Linked DNA regions of Gossypium arboreum: region 1 is linked to region 2. The links are chromatin contacts, called in public Hi-C maps. All regions are on one chromosome and are shown on one strand. Each heading gives the region's core, a stretch centred on a gene start, on an enhancer-like site or on the middle of the called end of the contact. The rest is flanking DNA. Distances are from core to core; before and after follow the strand shown. Region 1 holds the start of LOC108464911 (RNA demethylase ALKBH10B). Region 2 holds the start of LOC108477993 (putative clathrin assembly protein At1g25240).

Region 1 (4,825 bases), core at 75-2,574, 830 kb before region 2:
TGTGGCATGGTTTCCACTCAATTTTGGGTCACCAACATGCTCCTGCAGCATTCAATCACTCATTAGGGTCCAAATGGTGCCCTTGGCCAATTTAGGTCTCATAATAGGACAAAATAAGCATAAAATGCATGAAGAGCTTATTAAAGCTAAAGAACGAAAAATAAATGAAAACCATGAAAAAGACATTAAAATTACTTGAGAATAAACTCATTAAGAGTGCCGATGAGCCTAATTTGACATATCAAATTACAACAGATTAATCTTACACGTGGTGAAAGCGAATCCTAAAATTCGTGTGTTTGTTACTAATATCCGCAATAAATATGATTACATTATACCTTATTACAAAGCATGGGTTGCAAAACAGAAAGTAATAGCAAAAATACATAACGAATAGGATAAATCATATAATGATCTAGGACAATGGTTAAACATACTAAATCTATAAATCTCAACAACCATCATAAAAAATATTCCATAAGATCATGGTTTCATGGATGAATCTTTCCTCAAATTGTTTCCATTAAGTATCAATGTTGATTTTTTTTTACAAACATGCACCGAAAAAAATAAATTATCATTATTTTTGCTTTTTCTTTGAAACCTGGAAAATCCTGTGGAGATCATTTTCAAGACTTTTGATCAAACGTGTGAATTCTACAAATGTTCCACTTTATTTCTTCTCAATAATCCAATGATGGATTAGGGTTTTTTTTTAAACCATATCATTTTTGAAATGTTAGTAAAATAAGATGAATGTAATTTGTGTTGTTGAGGGATTATCCGAATTCGTTAACAACAAATTGTTTTTGGAACATTTATTTTTCATTTCATCAGTATATTCAACACTACTCTATTATATTAATTAATACATTAAATGGATGAATGGTTTTAGGGTTTAATTAATTTCTAAAAGAGTTTAGTGGTTGCCTCCACCCTTAAATCTAAAAATTAAATGAAAATATATACTTTGAATCACATGTTATGTCTTAATGATTAAGGGTATTTATTATATCAAATGTGATTTGAATTTGAATCAATTCAATTTTACTTTCTTCTTATAAATCAAAAAATTAAAATAAAAAATATTTTATATATAAAACATCAAAATAAATCTTTAACCATAAAATTTTAATATCCTTCAATTTGCGAATTATCAATAAAAAACAAAATATTGTGCATATGTGATTCAGCTTCAGTTTGGTGGCTTCTTCACACATTGTATACGTTCTTAAACCACTTTATTTAAATCTCAAAATATACATATAAATCTTTGAAAAATAAAAAAAGTTTGGACTCTATTTAAGCCCATCCACATGCGTAAGGAAGAAGCAATTTTTTTAGTTTTGTTTTTCCTTTTTCAACTTAAAATAATGAAAAAAAATCAAACCCTAGATGTGTTTTTATTTTAAAAAAATTGAGCATTGACACTCCCCATCTTCACGTCACACTTTTCTTTTACTGTAACTTCACACGCCCATCACACAACAAAAAAAGAGCATTGCAAAGACTTAGCTTCCAGATCTGACTAAACTAGACCACCATTTTCTCCTTAGTTTTTTTTCTCATTCTAAATATTTTATTAGATCCAATTGGAATCGAAGATTAAAACTCTATTGCTAAATTTTCTTTCACTCAATTCTATCTTATTTTAAATTAATTTTTAGTGTTGGTTGGATTTTGTGGGATTTGAATTAGTTAGATCTGAATTGGGGTATTTTAAATTTCTTTTTCCTCGATTGGTTAGGGAGTTTTTCTCAATGGCAATGCCATCGGGAAATGTAGTTTCATCTGATAAAATGCAGTTTGCTGCTCCTCCAGCTGCAGGAGCTGGCGGCGGCGGAGGTGGAGCTGCTGGAGGTGAGATCCACCAGCACCATCCTCGGCAATGGTTCCCCGATGAGCGTGATGGCTTCATCTATTGGTTGCGAGGGGAATTCGCCGCCGCCAATGCTATGATTGACTCTCTTTGTCAACATTTGCGTGAGGTTGGAGAAGTAGGGGAGTATGAAGCCGTGATTGCTTGCATTCAACAAAGGAGATCTAATTGGAACCCCGTGCTTCATATGCAGCAGTACTTTTCTGTTGCTGAGGTCTCCTACGCGCTTCAACAGGTCTCCTGGAGAAGGAGACAAAGGCCGTATGATCAAGGGAAACTTGGGGGAAAAGAGTACAAAAGATCTGGCTTTGGGTTTAAGGGGCATAGGTTAGAGGTGGCTAAAGAAATGCAGAATTCTGGCGTGGATAATGATGCGAATTTGACTGTTAACACAATTTCAGACAGAAACGATAGGAAGACTGAGAAATGTGATGACAATAAATCGTGTGGGGAGAATAAAGTTTCAGCAGTCTCGGAGGATATAAAAGGTAACTTTTGGTTTATGTTTCTTTCTTTATCTTTTTTATTTACGTTGTGTGAACATTAAAATTTTCAGTTAATGTTACCTTGTATTCTGTATCTTTTTATGTTTGGTTTTTGGTTTCTGATTGGGATGATTGAAAGTTGTATTTCTAAATGGGATTTTGGGTGTTGATTTTGCTGACTTATCAACTATTTCCTTGATTAAAAAGCTTGGTGTTGCCATATGCATGTTTCTTTCTTGGATTAGACATATTATCCCAAACAAGAAATTGTTTATTTAATGTTTAAAACGAGCTTTTTCTTATTTGGAAATTGCTATCAGGTTCTCTATTTCCCGCTTTGACCTTAATATGTATATACCTACCTAATTGAAAGTTGCACTATTTGTTTGCAAGTGGATTTATAAAGGCAGGTACTTTTTACATCTGAGAGTGGCATCGTGGGAGATGGGTGAAAACAAAATAAGAGGCATGCATTTAATAGCTAGTCTGTGCTCTGTTTTGTGTTTGTGTGTGTGTTTATTGAAATAATATATGCTTGTGGTAAATGATACTATGAAATGTATGGTTAGTAACTTAGTACTTGGATATAATAAGTTATTTCTATGTTCAATATAAACCAAAAATTAATTGAATGGCATAGGTTAAAAACCTCATCAACTCCTTGCTGTTCTAGAAAAAATCATACCTACACCCACTTGAGAGATGGGTGAAAGAAAAATAAGAGATGTGCATTTGATAACTATTCCGCGCTTTGTTGTTTTTCTTTCATATGGTTTATTATGGTAAATGATAATGTGATATGCATAATTAGTAACTTTGTACATGGATATAATAAGATATTTTTATGCCTAATATAAACCCGAAGTTAGAATAGGATAAATTAAAACCACATCAATCCTCTCTGTTCAAGAAAAATCAAACCTTACACCCACTTGACTTCACCCTCCAGGTAACACCTCTCCCTCCAATAGTGATCGACTATTTCCTAGTTGATATCCATGGCCAGCTCCCAAGAAAAGAACAACAGTTAGAAGAAAGGCCGGATTTGAAAATGGCCATATCATACTTCAAGAATCTAATATGTTTTTCACCCAGATCCATTGGACCTCAGTCTAGAGCACCTTTTCTGGTAGAAAACTTCCATTTATATAGAAGTCACAAGATAAGGTTCATATAAAATTTGCTATTAGTTATATGTGCGCATGTCAGGGTGTACTTGATGCGATAAATAACTTAGAAGTTTCATATTGTGTAGAATATTTATTTGACATTCTTTTATCTTCAGAGGAATCCCAATAGGAACTTGACAAATTTCATTAGAAATGTGTTCTGGATGGGGTTTAATGTTACAGGTATCCCAATAGGCAGTCATTCTGGTTTAACTTTATGTTCCAGGTATTTTTTATTTGCTCTTAATGAAGGTTTTTTGGATACAATTTCAAGCTTTTCTTAGCCATAGCACATTGGATAATAATTAATGTTCAAAAGAAAATTAGTTGACACCCATTAATTGTAATTATGTATTGTTCTTGACAATCTATGTTCTGCGATTTACATTCCCTTTTTTGGGCTTTGAACCCAGATGCTGCTTCTAAGTCTCAAGCTGATAGCAGCTTAAAAAAGTCAGGGAGTTCGGTAGGAACTATACCTGGAAACACGGAACCTGGAACCGAGGAAGTAAATGGTGGCTGCACATCCAGCTGTAAAGGTACATCCTTTTACTCTGGTGATTTGTTGCTTTTTGCACTTAGAACGTCTTGAAAGTTGAAGCTGCACTATGTATGATATCAGTTGCTTTAGTTTTTATGTGCACCAGATTCCTTTGTTTTTGGGCATACACTTGAACTTACCCAAATTGATCTACTTATCTATTTAAAGAAAAAAATTTCCTCTGTTTCCTGTTTAGCTTGGAAAGTTGAGAATAAACTGGGTAGGGCATTTAGTTGTTGCACCTTTAGTGCAACTGCTGCACCATATGATGAACCAAGTCATTTTGATTGCTTTGAATAATTCCTTATGGTTTGACATTTAGTTCCACTATGTTTTGTTATATTAACATTCTTTCATCTATGATCTTTCAGTGAATGATTTACATTCTGCCCAAAATGAGAGTGAAAAGCAGAATCTGGCTAAAGGTCCAAAAACTTTTGTTGGTAATGAGATGTTTGATGGAAAAATGGTAATTCTGTATAACTTTTATGATGATGCTTTGTGAAATTCTGGGGGGACTAATAGCAGGGGTGAAGCCAGAAAATTTCTTTTTTTTTTTTTTGGGGGACTAAATTGTATATTTTACAATAGTAAAAAGGCAATTTTACCATGTTAATAGCCTATATCTTTACAAATTTTAAAGGATTAAATCAAATTTTTATCATTTGGGGTGCCTCGGGGAGAAAGTGCATTTACCATTTACTAAATAGAAAATTTTCCATTTCAGGGGTGGGGCGGAGCCCCTGCCAGC
Region 2 (4,871 bases), core at 741-3,240:
GCATATTGCTAATGTTGTTCAGGTCTAGTAGACCCTTCTGAACTCTTAGCAAATATTGAAGCACAGATAACTAAAGTTAAAGATGAAGCTCTGAGTCGAAAAGAAATAATGGATAGAATAGATCGATGGCTTTTGGCTTGTGAAGAAGAAAATTGGCTTGAAGACTACAATCAAGTAAGCAAGCATTGTGTGTGTCTCATGTGTTTTCCCTATCTTAGTTTCTCTCTTCAATATTGCTTGTGTACTATTCCGTGAGTCAAAATGAGTACATCTGATTCACCTTGTCTATATAAAATTTTAATTCATTAGTTGTTAACTTCATTTTGAATCTCAGGATGAAAACCGGTACAATGCAGGGAGAGGTGCACATATTAACCTTAAGCGTGCAGAAAAAGCTCGAATAACAATAACCAAAATTCCGGGTATTTATTCTTCTTATTCATCCAACTGTCTCTGATGGATATGTTTGTATTGTTGAGCTAAATAGTGGTACCCTTTGCAGCAATTGTGGATAATCTGATCAACAGAACGTTAGCTTGGGAAGAAGAAAAAAGGGCATTGTTTCTATATGATGGGGTCAGTAATTCTGTGAACTTGCATAATCATTGTCGTTTGGAATTGTTTCTGAATAAGCTTGTTCCTAAACATGACATACTTGTATGCATATAGGAGCGACTGGTGTCGATACTGGAGGACTACAAGCTGACAAGGAAACAAAGAGAGGAGGAAAAGAAGAGATGCAGGGTAATTTTAATATGTTTTTTTGCTTGTGCAAATATTGTTGCCGAGTTATCTGAACCTTTTAGCCCTTTGGTACCTTGTCCATTTTCCTTTCTTTTCTCATCTCCTTTTTAACTTGTTAAAGCGACTTTTTATATAATGAATGGCATTTCCAAGCAGGTCATATATTGAATGTGTGCATTGATCTCTACGACTTATTTCCAAGCAGGTCATATATTGAATGTGTGCATTGATCTCTACGACTTACACATGCATAAAACCAATATCTTTTCTATTCATTTTTCAGGACCAAAAGAAGATTCAAGATCTGCTCCTGACAGAGAGAGAAGCCATTTATGGGTCAAAACCTAGTCCAAGGAAAAGTAACAGCTTCAGAAAGACAAACGGTTATCGAGCAAATGGAAATGGATCCATGACTCCCAGTACACCTCGTCGGAACTCGGTGGGTGGAGCAACTCCCGAGCTACTTACACCACGTTCATACTCGGGGCGCCAAAATGGCTACTTCAAGGAAATGAGAAGGTTGTCTACAGCACCTATAAACTTTGTGGCCATATCAAAGGAAGATACAGTATCTACATACACTTCAGTATGTGATTCGGAGCTCGGGTCTCCACCACATAGCTGAAGTTTAGAAATCCAGAAGTGGTATGTTTTACCTACGACATTGAACCTCTTCTGTTAATGTTGTTCACACGCTTAAAACAATTTTTGTTCAATCACAGGAAGAGGATAGGATCATATAGTTGCAATAAGTGTAGACTGGATTAATTGAAGCAGAACCGTGTGTTGTGAATATACGAAAGAAAGAGTATGGATAGATTAGTGTACGGATTGTGAATTGGTAGGAGTCGGACAGGTGACTGACTTGTGGGCGTTCGCATGGAAATGATGTTATTTGCCATTGCGGAGAGGGAGAAATGAAGAAACCAGTTTGAAAATTGTGTTTTAACTTGTTTTTGTTGTGTGGTGTTACATGTTGTACTGATAATATTGATAGTACTAGTATTACTGGATTTTTTTGCTTGAATGTATTGAATGTACGTATACATGCTTGAATGTATGTTTGCAATGTATATACTTGTACTCTAGTATGATCATCATTATATTATCATCCTTGTTTGTTTAAAATTTCTAATGTCAAGTAAGCATTTTTAACACCACTTCCTCAATTTCATAATTCATGTATACGCAGTTGAAATTTAACTTTCTTTTATTGTATAACACCGATTCTAGCAAGTTGCCAACCAGATAATTCACATTCAAGTGTTTTTTATTTTTATTTTTAACATCTAATCATGGTATATGAAATTAGCCATTTGTTCCCAAAATAGAAATGCGTCAAGAGAAACAACTATAAACTTGTCCGAAGATATATGCTAACAAATGGCAAATACAGGCAGACATGGCTAAATCACAGCTTAGTTTTCTATCCAGTCATAGGCCGTCGGTTTTGGGTTTGTTGAAGCAAAATTTTGTATTAAGAAAAAAACAAAAACAAAAAGAGGGGCTTCAAGACCACCTCTGACAAACCCGCTGCTTTGTAAGGGCGACGGAGGGTTGAGGTCGAAGAAACATGAAGCTATGGAAGAGGGCCGTTGGTGCTGTCAAAGATAAGAACAGCATAGTGGTGGTCTATGTTTCCAGAAGGAATTCCTTTAGGAACCCTGAACTTGAGGCTGCCATTATAAAGGCCACAAGTCACGATGAATTACTCATTGATAAAAGGAGTGCGCAGGTTGTGTTTTCGTGGATTCGAGCGTCGCCCGTTAGCCTAGGTCCTCTTATATGGGCCTTGTCTAGGAGGATGGAGAAGACTCGGAGTTGGGTGGTGGCCATTAAAGGGTTGATGCTCATGCATGGCATTTTCCATTGCAAGGCACCAGTGGTTCAAATGATGCAGCGTTTACCCTTTGATCTTTCCACTTTCAGCGATGGACATTCCAAGCCCAGCAAAACCTGGGGTTTCAATAGTATCATCCGTGAGTACTTTGCGTTTCTAGATCAAAGAGCTGCCATTTTTTTGGAGCAAGATAATCAGAACAACAACAACAAAGTCGAGGAACGTTCGTTGTTGGTGCAACAGCTTTTGAAATTGGAGAAATGGCAATCTTTGCTTGATTTGTTGCTTCACATTAGGCCTCGAGCGGAGAATATGAAGGTTAGGTTGATTATGGAAGCCATGGATTGTGTGATCATTGAGATATATGATGTTTACAGCATAATCTGCAACGAGATTGCCAAGATTTCGTTGAAAATATATTCCGTAACCAAACATGAAGCGGCAATGGCGCTTAGGGTTCTTCAAAAGGCAATGAAACAGAGTGAAGAGCTTTCTCTCTTCTTCGAGTTCTGCAAGGAATATGGCGTCCTAAACTCCACCGAACTCCCCACCGTTACTCGGATCCCTGAAGAAGATGTTGAAGAACTTGAGAGGATAATGAATGGGGTTTCAGTTCCAGAGAAGACGATCAATTACAAGGAGGGTTTCGAGGAAATGAACCAAATGGAAATGACAGCAGTTGTGGAAGAAGACACAAGGGGAACTTTGAGGACGATAATTACAGACAAATGGGTGGTTTTCGATGAAAACGATGAAAAACAGTATGGTTTCTCTAATGAAACCAAAATTGTTGCAGAAGATGACGCTGGTAAAGATCATCTACTACTTCCTCTTGTACCCATTAACAATGTACCTGTTTATAATCCTTATGAACTTCCAGATTTAATTAGTTTTTAGCAGTTGGAACATTCCTTCATTTGGTTTCTCGCTTTGGTCTCAACAGGATTCAATCAATTCTTTTTGGATTACTTTATTGTAAAGAAAAAAAAGGGTGTGATCCGGATTGTTCCTTCTCTATATTTGTCCCCATTTGATATCATTCTCTCAACTTCCCCATTATCTGTGATGTTTTTGGATAGTACGACTAGGGGGGATTCACCGTCCAAGCTTAAGGTGTGTTCCATATGACATCGAATTTTTTTTTAAATAGTAATCTTATCTATATAATAAATGGATCAACAGAGAAAAAGTCACTACCACAAGTTGGTGGTGAAACCGGTAGCCGACCAACGGCCATCAACAATTAAACTACTGATAAGTTATCTTTCTTCAGTTGTTAATGATAATTTACAGATAATTGCCAAGCAATCCCCTTCTAAAACAATATCCCTTAACCCCATGTCATAGGGAGCGGAAAGTCGCCTGAGCTTTCGCCACAAAGGGAGATTTGATGTGAGCAAGGCGTTCAACGTAAGCTCTCATGCACATACTTTGGGCATCTCTAATTAGAATCCCAAGCTAGCATCACCAACTGTGTGGTAGAAACTAGCATAAAAGTTAACCTTGCAAATCCCAAGAGGGGGTGCGACCCAATCCTTTGCGCTGTTTTTTTTTTTTTTTGATTGCACTGTTAGATGGCGTGTTTAGGGCTGCTGATGTGGATTTTAATATTGTTTTGTGTTTCAAGTTGTTGCTATTTTTCAGGCATTTTGTTATTTAAGTTTATGTTCATGGCTTAAGCTTAGGACCATGTTGTTAGTGGGTTGTTAATGGTAAATTGATCTCCTCATCGAGCATCTCATCGAGCATTGAACGGTAATGTTCCAGAAGAGATATGGTCAGGTAATCCTCCCAATTATTCTAATCTTAGAGTTTTTGGTTGTCCTACTTATGCTAAAGTTAGCCAAGGAAAGCTTGAACCAATGGTCGTTAAATGCATTTTTCTGGGATACTCTATCGGTATAAAAGGTTTTAAGTTATCGTGTTCGAAATTCGACAAAATAATTGTTAGCAACGATGTTACGTTTGATGAATCTATCACGTTTTGATTAGAAAAGGGACTTTTACTTTTAAAGACATAAAAAATTGGAGTGTCTCAAGCAAGGTGGAGTCAAAATTCGAAACATAGGGCAACGCCACAACAAGTAAATGTCCAACGTCACAAGGACACAATGAACAAAGGTCTCATCCCGACGAAGAGTCTAGTGACATGACAAAATTTTGATTCTTGCAAGTTTAAAGCTGTTTCAGATCTATTTAGGGTTCCATCCGATTCTCAGGTACCTCACCATCTCATTTAACTAATTATAAGTTGGCTCATGACAGGAAAAGGCGAGAAATACAACCA

Evidence for each region. Hi-C and Micro-C count contacts between places; a contact is called where the count stands out from the background.
Region 1: a contact with region 2 is called in a Hi-C map of leaf, with 6 times the contacts expected there. The contact joins the promoter of LOC108464911 here to the promoter of LOC108477993 in region 2. A contact is called at or near these places in 2 of 5 Hi-C or Micro-C datasets (both in leaf).

What each region holds. Positions count from the first base shown.
Region 1 is chr3:37,796,600-37,801,424 of ASM2569848v2, reverse strand. LOC108464911 (RNA demethylase ALKBH10B) reads left to right here and starts at 1,324. Exons shown (of 8, transcript XM_017765196.2): 1 at 1,324-2,367; 2 at 3,947-4,072; 3 at 4,446-4,543. The coding sequence starts at 1,761.
Region 2 is chr3:36,971,411-36,976,281 of ASM2569848v2, reverse strand. It overlaps LOC108477993 (putative clathrin assembly protein At1g25240), which reads left to right and starts at 1,990. Exons shown (of 1, transcript XM_053025654.1): 1 at 1,990-3,754. The coding sequence starts at 2,318. The coding sequence ends at 3,481. LOC108479534 (65-kDa microtubule-associated protein 6-like) reads left to right here. Exons shown (of 12, transcript XM_017782200.2): 7 at 23-174; 8 at 335-422; 9 at 503-576; 10 at 670-744; 11 at 1,028-1,389; 12 at 1,467-1,872. The coding sequence ends at 1,369.